3 separate regions of the Mus musculus genome follow, and regions 1 and 3 are each linked to region 2. A link is a contact called in public HiChIP or PLAC-seq and promoter capture Hi-C data. All regions are on one chromosome and are shown on one strand. Each heading gives the region's core, a stretch centred on a gene start, on an enhancer-like site or on the middle of the called end of the contact. The rest is flanking DNA. Distances are from core to core; before and after follow the strand shown.

Evidence for each region. Promoter capture Hi-C pulls out the DNA fragments that hold promoters and counts their contacts. HiChIP or PLAC-seq counts read pairs in DNA pulled down with a chosen protein or histone mark.
Region 1: a contact with region 2 is called in a FOXA1 HiChIP or PLAC-seq map of pancreatic cancer cells. The contact joins the promoter of Klhl38 here to the promoter of Ndufb9 in region 2. A contact is called at or near these places in 3 of 39 promoter capture datasets (cranial neural crest, maxillary cranial neural crest and second pharyngeal arch cranial neural crest) and 1 of 115 datasets of contacts at active chromatin or transcription factors (pancreatic cancer cells).
Region 3: a contact with region 2 is called in a promoter capture Hi-C map of pre-B cells, with 4 times the contacts expected there. The contact joins the enhancer-like site here to the promoter of Ndufb9 in region 2. A contact is called at or near these places in 5 of 39 promoter capture datasets (the 3T3-L1 cell line, liver, pre-B cells and 1 more), 5 of 115 datasets of contacts at active chromatin or transcription factors (double positive thymocytes, large pre-B cells, microglia and 2 more) and 1 of 9 other capture datasets (adipose tissue).

What each region holds. Positions count from the first base shown.
Region 1 is chr15:58,322,717-58,327,667 of GRCm38.p6, forward strand. It overlaps Klhl38 (kelch-like 38), which reads right to left and starts at 1,453. Exons shown (of 4, transcript NM_177755.3): 1 at 1,243-1,453; 2 at 1-616. The coding sequence starts at 615.
Region 2 is chr15:58,931,122-58,936,047 of GRCm38.p6, forward strand. Ndufb9 (NADH:ubiquinone oxidoreductase subunit B9) reads left to right here and starts at 2,680. Exons shown (of 4, transcript NM_023172.4): 1 at 2,680-2,817. The coding sequence starts at 2,717. Tatdn1 (TatD DNase domain containing 1) reads right to left here and starts at 2,617. Exons shown (of 12, transcript NM_001368428.1): 1 at 2,558-2,617. The coding sequence starts at 2,579. Gm36559 (a long non-coding RNA gene) reads right to left here and starts at 2,155. Exons shown (of 2, transcript XR_875364.2): 1 at 1-2,155.
Region 3 is chr15:59,521,814-59,526,434 of GRCm38.p6, forward strand. The region is part of intron 4 of Nsmce2 (NSE2/MMS21 homolog, SMC5-SMC6 complex SUMO ligase); the gene reads left to right. Among named protein-coding and RNA genes, the nearest start is that of Gm36677, 94 kb to the right of the region's middle. Within about 2 kb of position 2,383, at least 149 of the 459 cell types and tissues checked have an H3K27ac peak or open chromatin away from gene starts, as enhancers often do. A contact at or near this core is called in adipose tissue, double positive thymocytes, liver and 3 more, where this site is marked.

The DNA of each region.
Region 1 (4,951 bases), core at 203-2,702, 610 kb before region 2:
CTTCACCCAAGCCATGAGGGCCTCGAACACCTTTTCCTCCTCACCACAGAGCCTGTCATCTCCCAGGTAGTCCCTCAGCTCCATGGCGCAGAGCTCCTTCAGGTCAGCTGATGCTGCCACCTCTGGGAAGTAAGTCAGGGCCACCTCCTTCGCTTTCTTCTTAAGGCTGTCACAGCTTAAGATTTCTGCGAGTCTGACTAGGCCCAGGCAATTGCTGGGGGCCAGCTGGCTCTGGAGGTATGAGGAGCAGGCCTCAAACACCCGGGGATACTGCAGCATGGCAGCAGCCTCCATCAGTGGGAGGACGTTGGCAGCTGAGATATGAACCTCTCCCGTATACACATACGTAATGACCTGCTCCAGAGTTGTGGAACTGATGCCTTTCATCTGCACTTTGGCCTCTCTGCTCTCCCGGAAGTGGCTGCAGAACATGGCCTTGAAGTAGGGGCTGCTGGAGGCCAGCACACTGCGGTGACAAGGGACCTCCCAGGCCCCGGAGCAGATGCTCACATCAGTCAGGATCTTGCTTTGTCTTAAGCCATTGAGCTGTCTTAACAAGTCAGAGGAGAAGCTGTGGTCTTTGAAGACAACCCCATCTGGTAACTCCTCATCCATCCTACAAAGAAGAAGGGATGCTTCAGACGGAAGCAAAATCAAGGCTTTCTCACAGAGTACACTGGAAGGGTTAGCTGTGGGGGCTCCAAGTCTCATTTATCTATTTACCACTATCTATTTACCAAGACAGTGGAATCACGAACAGTAGACCACATTGTACATCCAAGAGGAAACCACCCTCACCCTAGACCACAGAGTGATCTACTTCAGGCTGTTATTATCTTCAGAGATAAAAGACACACAGCATCTCCAGCTATGCACAGGCATCTTCCAACCAAAGTGAATAGTCAGGGACTCACATATTAGCCTGACACGAGAATAGTCCATGCCTTTGATAAGAAAGGTACACTTTTGTCCAGATTCTCATCAGATTTGCCAGGTAATTCATCTAGGAATCTTTCTGAGGGTTAGTTGCTCACCAAGGCTAGAATTCGAGGGTGTGGTCATCTGGTCACAGAAGTGATGGGGTCACAGTGGGCTGCTGCAAGATCTAGATAGAAGACTCTGGGCTCTTTGGTTTTTATTTTAAAGATGCAATTAATAGAGAACAAAGACCAAACACTTCTGTGGTTTATTGGTGACACTGGCTGTCTGCCTGCTGAGAAATGACATATGAGGGACACTTACCTTGTTTTGCTGCAGTGACATCCACTGATGCTGGGTCTGTCTTGTCCTCTCAAGATTTCTACCTTAGGCTCGGAATAAAACCATAAAGCCCGGGCCTTTCCGTTGGCAAGTTCTCTGTCCTCGGAGAGTTCTGGGTTTGTTTATGCTGCAGGCACTTTCACAGTTTCTAGAGCTCTGTACAAGGGCTGCCGGGCAGGCAGACAGTGTATACATTCCAAGGCTAAGAATAGCCGCATATGTACTTTCCAATGTTATGACATGTGACTTTCCAGTTGCCTTTTGCAGCCACCCGAGGGCCTGCAGGGCTGCGCATGCCCACATGCCTTGTTTCCTTGGCGAGTGTTTACATCGGTATAAATAGAAAGAGAGGAACGCGTTCTCTGAACAAGGCTTTGCTGCCCATTTGGACACATCCCGAGCCCCTTGTCCTAAGAGTGCCTGGGAACTCTAGATGTCTGTAAACAGGTTGCTGTGACCTGTGCAGAATCATTGAAGGCAGCTCTGGGTCACAGTCGAGGTAGCAGGTGCTCATGGGAGGGGCAGAGAGTGGACAGAGCCCTGGGTGCTCTTCAGGGGACATCCATGTAGCACCTCCTGCCTGAGAGGACTTCTGTGAGGGCTCCAGTTTCCCTTTTAGGCTATCAAGGCAAAGGAGCCCAGAGGAAAGGCTCTTTTTGCTTGTTTTTTGCTTGCTTGCTTGCTTGCTTGCTTGCTTGCTTGCTTGCTTGCTTGCTTCTTAAATATTTTTAGTAATCTGTATAGTCTTGTGAAAGTCCTGACTCTAATCAGGCATTCTGTCCCCATGTCTGTCTGTCTGTCTCCCCCCCTCCCTCCCTCCCTCCCTCCCTCCTTCCCTTCCTCCCTCCCTTCCTTTCTCGCTCCCTATTTGTGTATTCTGACTTATAACAACTGTTGAGTCTGCCACCTGCCCCTTCTGGATACCTGCTAACTGCTCTTCAGCTGGGCTCTCTTACACTCAGCCTTCCTTTTCTGTCTCCTCTCACCAGACAGAAGTGAGTTAGATGCAAGGGGCAAGGCACAGTGATCCAGGTGGAAAAAGAGCAGTGGAGAATGGGATGAGGAGAAAGGAGGAGGAGGAAGAAGAGAGGATCAGAAGGGGTAGAGGAGAGTGAAGAGGAGGGAAGGATGGAGAAAGAAGGAAGGGAAAGAGAAAGCAAGAGGGAGGGAGGGAAGAGGAAGAGAAGATAAGAAAAATAAAATGGAGAGGAAAGAAAGACTGAAGAAGGAGGGAGAAGGAGGAAGAGAAGGCAAGGTGGAGGGAGACAGAGAGGGATGGAAGGAAGAAGCTGAGGAGAAAGGAGGGGAGGGAGGAAGGAGGAGAGGGAGGGAGAAAGAATGAGGAGGAAGAGGAGGAAGAAAAGGTACTATAGAGGGAAAGAGGGTGGAAAGAAGAGGAGGAGCAGGAGGACCTGAAGAAAGAAGAGAAGGGAAATACTGGTGGGGGTGAAGAAGGCAATGGCAGAGGCGGTCAGGTCCACAGTAATGAGCGTTGGATCACCAGAAGGGCTGGGGGCGGGACAAGCATGTGTCACTCATCTGGGCACTGCTGTCCATGATTGCTCTAGTCACGAGTGAGCCACATAAAGGCCTGGCTTCCTCTTCCCACATTGCTCAGACTTTTGTGACAGTCCTTGTTTCTAGTTTCTCCACTGTTACTACCTCCACCTTGTTGGCACAGAGTAACCTCTGGGAAGACAAGTCAGGACTTGCCAGGCTCCATGTCACACCTCTGCTGGCTCCCGTGTCAAGAGCGCTTCTTAGGAGGAGGCTGGTTGGTCTCCTGACTCTTCCCAGAAACACACCTCCCACTTGCATATTTTTATACTTGCTTCATCAGACAGCTTATAAGTCCATGCACATATATGTGTTAGTATCTCCACTGGGGAGTTAGGACTGACTTGGCTTCTAAGATACTTGAGGCAGGGTGGAAGGAGTATTCTCATTCATGGTGATAGGTCATACCCCCAAAGAATTCAGCAGCTCATAGACAAAATGGATACCCAAAGCATGACATTAGGTTCAGGAGTCTAGAGGCAGAAGTAGGTGGCAGCAGAGAGCCTGTGACAAAGGGATCAGGGATGCTGGCCATTCCTGGGCTTCTGTGGCATGCTGATGACACGGGTGAGCAGTTACATCTCTGAAAGGGGCCCGATGACCCTTCGTTCTGTACTCTGTGCTTTTATGTGCATCTTCCCTTGGTCCATCTTCTGTTGCACCGTCCTCACTCATCCTTCCACATGTGGTCCATGTGCCAGCTTCTCTGAAAGTCTTCTCTGCTCTTTCTCACCTCTGCCCTGCTCCCACAACCTCTGCACCTTGGGACAGAGGCTGTGCCTCAGACCTTATACATGTCTGCTGGCCCACTGTGCCTCTCCTGTCAGTGTGGAGTCTCTGAATCCAGAAGGCTTGATCTCTTGCCGTCTTCCCAGAGTCCAGTGCAGGGTGTAACATCTAGTGGGTGGGTTATGTTAAGTTCCTGATCTGAGGAGAACAGAAGCATAATGGAGAACGGAGAAGATGGGAGCCTCATGGGGGTCTGACTAAGGCAACTCTTATGAAGGACAACATTTATTTGGGGCTGGCTTACAGGTTCAGAGGCTCAGTCCATTATCATCAAGGTGGCAGCATGGCAGTGCCTAGGAGGGCATGATGCAGGCAGAGCTGAGAGTTCTATATCTTGTTCCAATAGCAAACAGAAGACTGGCATCCAGGCTGCTAGGAGGAAACTCTCAAAGCCTACCCCCATAGTGACACCACTTCTTCCAACAAGGCCATATATCTTCCAACAAGGCCACACTTCTAGATAGTGCCACTCCCTGGGTCAAGCATATTCAAACCACCACAGGGTCTCATCTTCTTTGTAGAAGTACCAGGGTTACCACTTGCAGTGTGTGTAGATGGCAATGTGAGCCCTCACTTGAATCAAAAAAAATGTTAATAATATAATGAGCTGAAAAATCAAATAATTGCTTTGGATAATAGAGTGAAAGATGAGTGTGGGCTGAGGACACAGCTTTGGTCTTTGGGAGCTAGGAACAAAGGAAAAACAACTTTTTTGGGGAGTTTGAATGCCTCCTCTATCACGGTTCTTCCAGCCGGTGAGCAAGCCAAGGATATTCTGAGGTCAAAGGGCAGAGTGAATTAGTTTAGCACTGGCCCCTGGAAGGCTGCTTGGATTTCTCCTTCACCTTCTACCTAGTTAGGCCTTCCAGAACCAGGCCTATCAAGAGTTTGGATGAGCCTGATCATGGATAAGTGTCTGACCAGCTTCAGTCAGTCTTTTAGTTTCTAACCCTTAGAAAAAAGCAAGTTCTATTCTTTTGGTTTGGCCAAATAGAATTTAGGAAAAGACAGAGTTTAGCTGCTTAACATATAGCAAACACACACACACACACACACACACACACAGAGAGAGAGAGAGAGAGAGAGAGAGAGAGAATATCCAACCGCAAACATCTTCCCCACCCACGAGTAATCTCAGCCAACTTGTTCATACATCATTTTGTCTTAACTCTCCTTAAAGAAGATATCTTCGTTTCAGATTTGAACATACGGTGACCCAAAATAAATGAGGACACCAAGCTCTGTCCTTCCTTTTGAGGAAAGTCAGTGTCACAATGAATTGAGGCCTAGATTTTGGAAACAGGAGGACTGGGGGCAATCTTGGCATTCTTCTTTTGGTATCTGT
Region 2 (4,926 bases), core at 1,430-3,929:
AAGTTTCAATAACTAGAGAACAAGGAACTCGCACCACTGTTCAGCAAAAACACAAATCCGAAAGGTCAGACAAGCAGCCCAGTTTCTTCAGCAAGTCAGTGCCAAAAATACTTAAACGAGCCACAAAAGGATGCCACAGCAGAGAAGTCAACTCCTTCCTGCCGCCACTGTCTGTCGTCTTGCTAAAGGTGTCACTGTGACACAGGGCCTCATCATGCAGAACAAGACTCTGCCTCTGGCCTGCAGTGCTGAAGTTACAGGTGTGCACTGCCTTACTTGGCTTCATTGCCTATTGTTAGTCCCTATACTAGTAATGGTTGAACATTTTAAATTGTTTTCTTTTAAATCAGCAGAATATTCCTCTACCTGTGAAAATTATTAAAAAGAACAATTCAGGGGCTGGGAAGATGGTTCTGCAGTTAAGGGTATTTGTTGCTTTTCCAGAGGGCCCAGCTTTGGTTCCAGTATCCATATCAGTATCCATATCATACCAGTATCCATATCAGATGGCTCCCAATTGCCAGTGACTCTAGGAGCTTCTGGGCACCTGGCTCCCTCTTCTGGCCTTTCCAGGTATCTATCTGCACACATACCCACTCCCATATGGCTAAAATAAATCAACTTTTAAGTTTAATATTCAATGTCCATAAAACTTTATTGAGGCATGGACACACTGAGTTGTTTATATACTAAGTCTGCTTTCAAATAACAAGGTATAAGACAAAAAGGAAAAAAAAAAACCCAAAACTGCATTCTCTGCCACACTCTCAGATCCACAACATTAAATATATTTTAAATTGTATTATAACATTGCAAGTAACAAACCTTCATTCCAACTGGGCAATGGTGGCGCACGCCTTTAATCCCAGCACTTGGGAGGCAGAGGCAGGTGGATTTCTGTGTTCGAGGCCAGCCTGGTCTACAGAGTGAGTTCAGGACAGCCAGAACTACAGAGCAACCCCGTCTCAAAAACAACAACAAAAACCCTTCATTCCGCTTTTTAATATATATTATTGCTCCACAAAATAAGGTTTCCTCACTTATTCTGTAAGTCTGTGTGAGCCCTTCTCTTTAGTTCTTTGGATAAGCAACCACGAACCTGGAAACGCCCAGCGTAGACTCTTAACAACCAGGAACAGGGACAGACAGTATGAGGTGAGGAGTGAGGGCTCTTGTGCCCTCTCCAGGACATACCACTTCCTAGCACATCACATCAAGAACCCAGAACACCTAACCTTCACTTCAGGCTTTCTCACAGAGTTTTTGAAAAACCTGCTAACATTCTCCCCACGTTTGCTTTGACTGGCCATAGGCCTCACGTCTCTGGTGTGGAAACTAACTCACGACTAGATTTCTCACAACTCCATATTTAAATACAGTGTCTTGGGAAAATATATTGCTTAAGGTGTCTCTCAGATTTTACTGTATAACCTTAACCACTCTCCTGATTCCACTTTTGAGTGCTCGGAGGATGTCTCTATTTGGATGTCCTTTAACTCACGAATGGACCTAATCTATTAGATCCAGATGGCCTAGGTATTTCTTAACCTGCCATCTTTGGGTCTTCACTTCCCACAACAGGCATGAACAGTCAGTGCTAAATGCTATGCACAACCATCCCATTTCTCTTTTTCTATTCTTTTCCCTGTTTGCAAAACCTGAAATACTTACATTCGTCCCCTTATCTGCCACAAAATCTACAAAACGACTATCAGGGTAACCTCCTCCCTGTCACTTCCCACCCTTAAATAGCAGGGAAAGTCCACAACGACGAGGTTCATACTGAGACTACCCACATCGGTATCCCAGAAGGCAAGACTCTTTCCGTACAACTGGCACTCAAAGATTTGCTGAAAAGCCTTCATTGGAACGCCACTCCCAATAGAAGTGAAATTTAAGTAATCGAGACTTTAGGGTTCCAAGTTATCCTTCCAACCCTGACTCTTACAATGTCCCCCATTTTGAATCCTTGCCGCACTCTCCAGCTGTCGGATGGATCGTGGAACTTGCGAGGCGACACAATTTGCCACCCCCTCCCGTCTGAGGACTCCCGTTTATGTCTAGATGGCCTGTGAGCAGGACTTGGCCACATTCCCGGGACTCAATGTCAAGCCTCCCAGAGTTGTCTGTGGTATGAAGGGATGACTGAGTGAACCGGTACCTTGGAGGGACTGTCAGGCCGGCCATGTAGAAGAGTTCACGAAAGACAGAAGAAAAGTGATTGGCTTGGGGGGCGGTGCTTTTTGAGAGATGGGAGGACTCGGGGACTAGCCCATGCTAGGCGATCAGTCTACGGCTGAAGCACACCCCACACCTATTCCTCTCTTTCCAGTTGAATTAAACACACACAAAAAAAGCACAAGTCACAATGATTCATTGCCCGGGAATGCTCATAAATGAACATGCACTAGGGAAACCATCCTCCAGCAAGAACCAGATCAGTCATTGCCAGCACGCGAGGCCTCCGGGCATCTTCCGTGCCCTGGAAAGGCCATGCCGCGAAAAGGGGACCCGGGACTGTCAGCGAGGCTCACGACCAAGACAAACCTGCCCTTACCCACGAACTTGAAGAGACTCATGACGGCGCGGCAGGCTCCTCCCAGGGAAAAGCGGAAGTGGCTCAGAGCACGCTCGTCCTTCCGGTTCCGCCTCACAACCGCCCGCTTCCGGGTTCCCGGCAGCCCCCGCGGCGGCCGCTGAAGGTGAGCCGGACGCTATGGCGTTCTGCGCTCCCCCGGCCTACCTGACCCACCAGCAGAAGGTGCTGCGGCTGTATAAGCGCGCGCTGCGCCACCTCGAGTCATGGTGTATCCACAGGTGGGGAGAGGGGACCCGGGGCTCGGGGACGGAAGCCGAGGGGCCCCGTGGGCCAGGCTGATCAAGGACTTGGGGGACACAGTGAAGGGAGCCCGCCCTTGAACCCGGGTCCCGATGCAGTCCTCTCTGCTTGATCTGGCGGAGATGATTGTGTGGGGCGCAACCAGGACCCAGCGTAGAAAGTTGCATGAAGAAATAAAAAGTACCTAGGACTGTCATTGTCATGGATCTAAAGCTAACGTTTTTATGACTCTGTCGTCCCTAACCTTAACAGTAATTTGTCCATTATCTTTAGTTTGCAGAGTAACTCAGATATTAGTGATTATTTTAGCCTGATTTTACAGATAAGCAGGCTCATTCTATTCCACCTCCTACGTCATTTTATTTCTTTAACCATTGTTACTAGTCTTCTCGTTAAGTCTCATACGGTGGCATATGTTGGGGGAGACAGATATTCTCCATTACATTATGAGTTTGAGGCTAGGCCAAAAAAAAAAAAATACCCTTCTTACAAACAAACAAACAACAATATAGTGTTAAAACGTGTAGACTTTCATGACCTAAAAGAAATGCAAGGGGCAGTGACAACCGAAGATGTGTAAGTCCCATACCGCTACACTCTTACCCTAAAACCTAATCCCACAAGGAGGACTTCCAAGAAAAAGATGGAAAATCAAGTAACCCTGTAAGACCTGCAGAGGGTAACCCTGGAATCCTAGGATACAAGTTTGTGGTTACATCTCTTTGTTATGCAGGCTGGTGCAGTGTACAATGCTGAACAGTTGCTAGCTTCTTTCCTAAGTTTTTCTTATTTATTTAACAGAATTTGCAATTCAGCGTCCATTCTGGATGGCAAATAAATGACAGTTAACCCTTGATTTTGAGCTGCAATCCCATGGATTAACGGGGAACGTGACGGGGAAACTCAGAAGGAACAGTGTTACTGAAGAAGTTAAGACTTCAAGAATCCAGACAGTGTTATAGTACAGTTGGAGATATTAGGGCTCATATTCATGGAGGGAATAATCAAACTAGCTACTATGACAGCACTAACAGATTTGAAAGCTGACATCTTTTCTTAGTCCTTGTCCGCATCAGTTCCCTTAAAACAAAACAAACAAAAAAACCCGTGTTGATATCACCTGTGTGACAACCTTGCCTTCCTCCTTGTTGGGACAGCACTGCTGGCATGCTAGGCCAGCTGGCCTGTAAACTTGTGGGCATCTGTCACATCCTGTCGTCCTGAGGAGGGGTGCTGGGACCACTGATGTGTGCTCCCATGTCTAGCTTTACGTGGGTTTTAGGACTCCAAACTCGGTCCTAATGCTTGCATGGTACTTTACCTACTGAGCCACATCCCCCTAGCCCTCATTTGTCTTCTAGGACATTCACTGGTTCCGCCTAAGGCTCTGTCTTAGGCACTGTGTCTCCTTAGGATGTCCTCAGTGTTGGTGCTTGAATTAGCTGTATTTCTAGTTGTCTATGAGGTCATCTGCTATCTACTAAACTGAGTTTATCCAAATTCTTTAAAACCAAGCTTTTTTTTTTTTTAATTCCTCATGCTGATTATATTCTCAAATTTCCAGCTAATGACATTACTAGCAATTCAGCTGTCTAGGTGACCTCAAGGGTTCCCTAGTTCCCCTTCTGCCTCTAACACACATCCTCATACATTGGACCTTATTGGACACTGCTTTTTGTAAATTTTTTTTTTTTTTTTTTGGTGTAATGACTGTTGTATCACTGAGAACTTGAAACCTGCCAACCACTTTGTGAAGTGTACTTTTGTATATATGCTCTTGAAATGTGTATGTCAGCCTTTCCATTAAGTAACTCTCCCAGACTATACAGCTCGTTTAGCAGTAGTCTAGAGAGGCTCCCTCTCATGACTTGGTGGTCTGGATGGGTATTTTGTTTTGTTTTCTTGGGTCTTGTCTGACAGCGACACGGGTCTTCCCATCTTTTGCTAGATGCTGTGCCAAATCCTGGAGATGGCACGGGTGATCTAGCAGAAGATGAGAGGACCTGTGGTAGTCGCCAATGAGTGCCTATCGAATGAACCTGCAAAGGTTGTCACCTTTTCCTTTCCTGTCGAAATCCTTAGAGGAG
Region 3 (4,621 bases), core at 1,133-3,632, 590 kb after region 2:
CTACTCTCTGCTTCTCCCGAGTCGTCCATAGGCTGTGACCAGGTTATAGCCAAGCAGATCAGTGGGCTAGCCTCACCTCACGACCTCCTGACCCTCTGAATCCTAGTCATTTCTATTGTTCATTTTACTGTCCAAGATCTGCCACGGTAGGTGTTCACCCTCCTGGCTCTTCCAGTTTTGCATTCCTTTCCTGGGCCTCCAAAATGTTCTGTACATGGACCTCCAGTGCTCTCAGGAAGGAGGGAAGACAGGAGCTGTTATTTATTGGTTCTCTGCTGCTCATCTCGGTGATTCAGCCCAACCTACACTGCATACTTGGCCCATTTACTAGAGCAGTCACCAGCACTCTGTGCTCCTTTGATCACCTCACCTCCCACTGTGCCATCGGTCCAGCCAGCCCCTGTCTTTTGTCCTGCTCCAGTGCTCCAGGACTCTTAACTGAAACACAAGCTCTTCCAGATTGAGCCTTCTACAGACTGGCTGCTCAGACAAAGATCACCTAATCTGCCCAGCTCCCAACCCTGTGAGCTGCCATTGCCAGGCATGGCTTCATTATAGTCTTCCAGGGAGCCCTTACCAGCGGAGCAAAACTAAACTCGTTCAGATCTTCTCTTCTGCCATACTGTTGCTGAGCCCGTTTCCTGTTCCCTGGCGGCCTTCCATGAGTCCCTCTGATGGCAAGTCCCCTTCTCGCTTGCTTCTGCAGAGCAAAGGACTGGTTGTTTTGAGGCCCTACTTCTTGCTTTACTTTTGGTCACACTGCATCTTCTGCCCACTCCGCTGTCCTCCTATCTCTGGCTACAGAATATCACTTAGATAAGAGCACACAACGATGTTTCATGTATTTTCCCTGATGATGTACACAGTGCCTGGTACAGTGTCTGCCATGGTGGAAAGCCCACGAACATTTGAACAGAGAAGAAGCCAAAAGACAAAGGAGAGTAGATTGGACCCTGCTGCTGTTCTATGTGCATGTACGCATTTCCTTTTTAAGGTTTCATTGTGTATATTCATCAGCGTCTATTTTCTTCTCATCCCTAGAAGCCCAGTGAAGTTAGTGCTGTCATCCCTGATACGTATGTGCAGAGAAAACTCATAGAAGTCACTCTGCTTGTAGGGGGAAGAACTTCCTGTCTTTCACAAGCCTGCTCGATGCCGTCACTTCTGAAAAGCCTTAGTATGCCCCTAGCCTTCCATGGCACTGTTCACTCATGGGCGTCTCTACAGAAATGACATTGTGCGTGGCTCCTGTGCCAGGTGCATTACGCCCTCCTCCTTGCCACTGCTTACATGAGGGCTTCTGGTATGTGGGGTCTTTGACAGTTTTCACTTTCTGTCTCACACTCCATATGCCAGTCTTAGCTCTATAACCTCAGACAAGTTATGAGTTCCTCAGGTGGGTGGAAGTGTTTCTTCTTTTATGTGACCCTTGTTGGACATACATAAGGGATTGTTGCGTAGTGACCATTTCCCGTCTGCTGAGTTGGAGGCTCTGGGACATGAGTCTGGTAACGTCTTCATCACTAGGCTGTTCTTCAGATCTCACTTGCATCTTTCTGTTGTTCCCTGCAGAGGGCCTCCCCTTCTCCAGTAGCCTGTCTGCCTCTTCCAGTCAAGCACTGGTAGTCCTTAGATATGACGAATATGGTGACTAACTGAGAAGCCTCTTTGTAAAGACCTCAAAAGCAATCACAGGTTTAAATGTGTGTTTGCAGATAAATACATACATATGTTTGCATATAAACAAAGATTTTGTCATCTTCTTTAAGTGCTTAACTCGCATGTGCTTACTAAGACATCTCTGCAGACTGTAAATTAAAAGAATAGCCAGCCACCGAGAGTTCCAAGACCAAGAGTTCCAAGACAAAAAATCCGCAAAAATTCTTTGAAAAATTTTTGGCTAGAAAATTATTTTAATTGACTTTTTAGTACAACTTTTGATGTTAAATATAATGTCAGTGGCAGAGAATCTAAAATAATAAGCATACTTGGGATCTTTAAAAATCCATTGTCAGTGTCCACCATGTGCAGATTTTAGTTGATTATAGTGAAATGACTGGCGGGGAGAAAGAAAGGTGTTCTAGTAAGTACTCATAAGGAATTCCAGAAGCTTCTGGGAGCTAGGACCACTGGTTCTGGAGGCACTGCACCATCTTTGGGTTCTCCAGTGGCATGGAGGGCTGCTTCTGAGCAGGCCTGGCCCTCCTCTCAGGTTTGCTTCTCAGCTTTCCCTGGTTCCTTTGGAGGAGAGGAAGTGTGTGTGTGTGTGTGGGGGGGGGGGGGGGTCTGGAGAAGCCTGAGGGCAGAACCCATGGGTTGCTGAAGTGAGCGAGCCCTGTGGTTGCCATGCCAAGGCCTGGCTGGTGCTGGCTCAAGCTCCGTGTTTGCTTTGTGGGAGCATGCCGGAACTGACCTTTCACTTGCCCTTCACGCTCTGGGTGACTCAAACGCTGAGCCATTGTTTTAGGAACTGATTATGCTTTGACAGTATGGCAGAGGTATTTCCTCAGTGCTGGGCCGAGGCTGGGAGGTGGGTAGATTTTGGTATGATTTTGCTTCAATTGGGAGGACCGCTTTTCTCTTTCTTTGGGTATTGTTTTGCTTTTTCCATCTGTAATACACATGCCAGTCCCAGATGCTGAAATTCACCTGAACCTGTCCAAAAATTGCCAAGAGATCTTGTAGCTTTCACTGGCAGCTTGTAGCCTTAGTGTGGCATTTCTGTTAAAGGCTCACTCTATCCTTGCCATCATATGGAGGCCAAGAGTCAAAACAGACAAATGTGGAAATGTAAGCCATATAAAGCTCTGTGCTTGTAAATCTTCATAGTAGAGCAACTATAACAGTGTGAAGGGAGGCTTTTATTACGTAGATTCATGGAATCTGCCCTCTCTGAAAGTTTGGAGTTGCCGGTTAAATACGTATGTATTTTTCAAAGGAAATCATCAAAAAGGACATTCCGCTCTTATTACAAAGTTATTTTAGGGGTAAATATTTTGATAGATGTGGTTCGGTGCACCTGGGAGCTGAGCCGTAGCTTGAGGCGGTTAGAACAGATGGAGCTCTGAGATAGTTCAAGGCTTGGGTTTTCCCCTGTGCAAGCACATGGCTGGTGGGCCGCAGGAACCTTAACTTTCTCCATGCTGATGTTAGAAAAGTAGCTTTCTTATGGAAAGGTCTCATTACTGAAGCGTTCGGGGACCATCGTAGGTCTTCTCTGAAATAAATGTATAGTGAGGTCTGTTGTGTACACACATTTTATTAAGAGAGAGAATGCAGTCTCTGGCCAGGAGTAAGTCATGTCAGGACTGCCTACATTTGCATCAAATGCAAAGGTCTGGGATTTGGGCGCTGACTGACTGACAGGAACAGCAGAAGCTTAGCAAGACAGAAAGACTGCTGTGAGCTTCCTTCTTTTTTGAAGTTGAGTTGAATCACTAGTCAGATTGAAATCCTAGCATATAATTTTTAAAAATAGTCTAGTGTGTCATCCAACCTTGTCAGGAAATCAGTGTACACGAGCACAGCTCTGGCTGCTTCCCGTGCTCACCTGCCATTTCAGTAGAGAGCTTGCTTGGCTAGGGACATTCTACAATTCTAACACTTCTCCCTCTTTGACTAAAGTGATCTTTTGTCAGCCATGAAAGTATTTGTCCTTGTGAAAGTCACCTCGTAGGAGCCGGGTGGTTTGGTAACCTGAGTCCAGTCATGGGGCCCCGTTCATAAGTTAGTGATCTTGGAACAGGGACCATGTTTGTTGGTGTGATTTGTCTCTGTTTTGGTTTGGTTTTGTTGAGAAAGTCTCACTGTGTAGCCCAGGCTGGCCTGGAAATCAAGCCAATCCTGGCTCGGTCCCCTAAGTGATGAGTTTTACAGGTATGAGCTACCACACCCAGTCGTTTGTCACTTCTTATTTCCTATCTCAGAATAAGTTCCCCAAGGGCAGAAACCACCTTTCTGTTCTCATCGAGTAGTTGTTGATGATTTGTTGACGGACACATAGCTGAGAACTGTTTGTGTAACCCCCCCCCCCCCGCCCCCAGCTCTGAGTTAACACATGGTGATGGTGATTTTTCAGCACTTCCTTATTAGTAGCACAGGCAGGAACATGGATATTGCAAGCTCGCCAAGCGCTAACCCTTCCCACCCTTGGTAAGAGTTCCTGATAAACCTTTGGCTTCTGAGGAGAGAGAACTAAGCCCCAGTACCTCCTCAGCAACCGCCTTTCTAGATGCGGGAAGTGGATCTGGACTGTCAGAGCTGTTCTAGTGTCATGGAGGTGTCCTGTGTTTGCAGCAGCTGCTAGCCCTATTGTGCTCTTTCACTGAACGCTCTATTAGCCTTTGTGCCATCTGCTTATTTGAGACAATACAGCTGGGTTGACTGCAGCCATTCCAACAATCAGGATTTTCTTTTTAACAATGTGAACATTGCATACTGCCTCTCATTGTACACAGTATTAAGACAAAAAATACCATTTAGAAATGGTTGTGCTAAGCTCATTTTAAAATAAAAAGGTTCTATTTAAAGTTCAGCTGGTTATAGTATAAACCGGTTCTGATGACTCATTCTAGCGATACTTTTACCCCCCACCTGTGCTTTTAGTAGTTGTTTGGGGCCC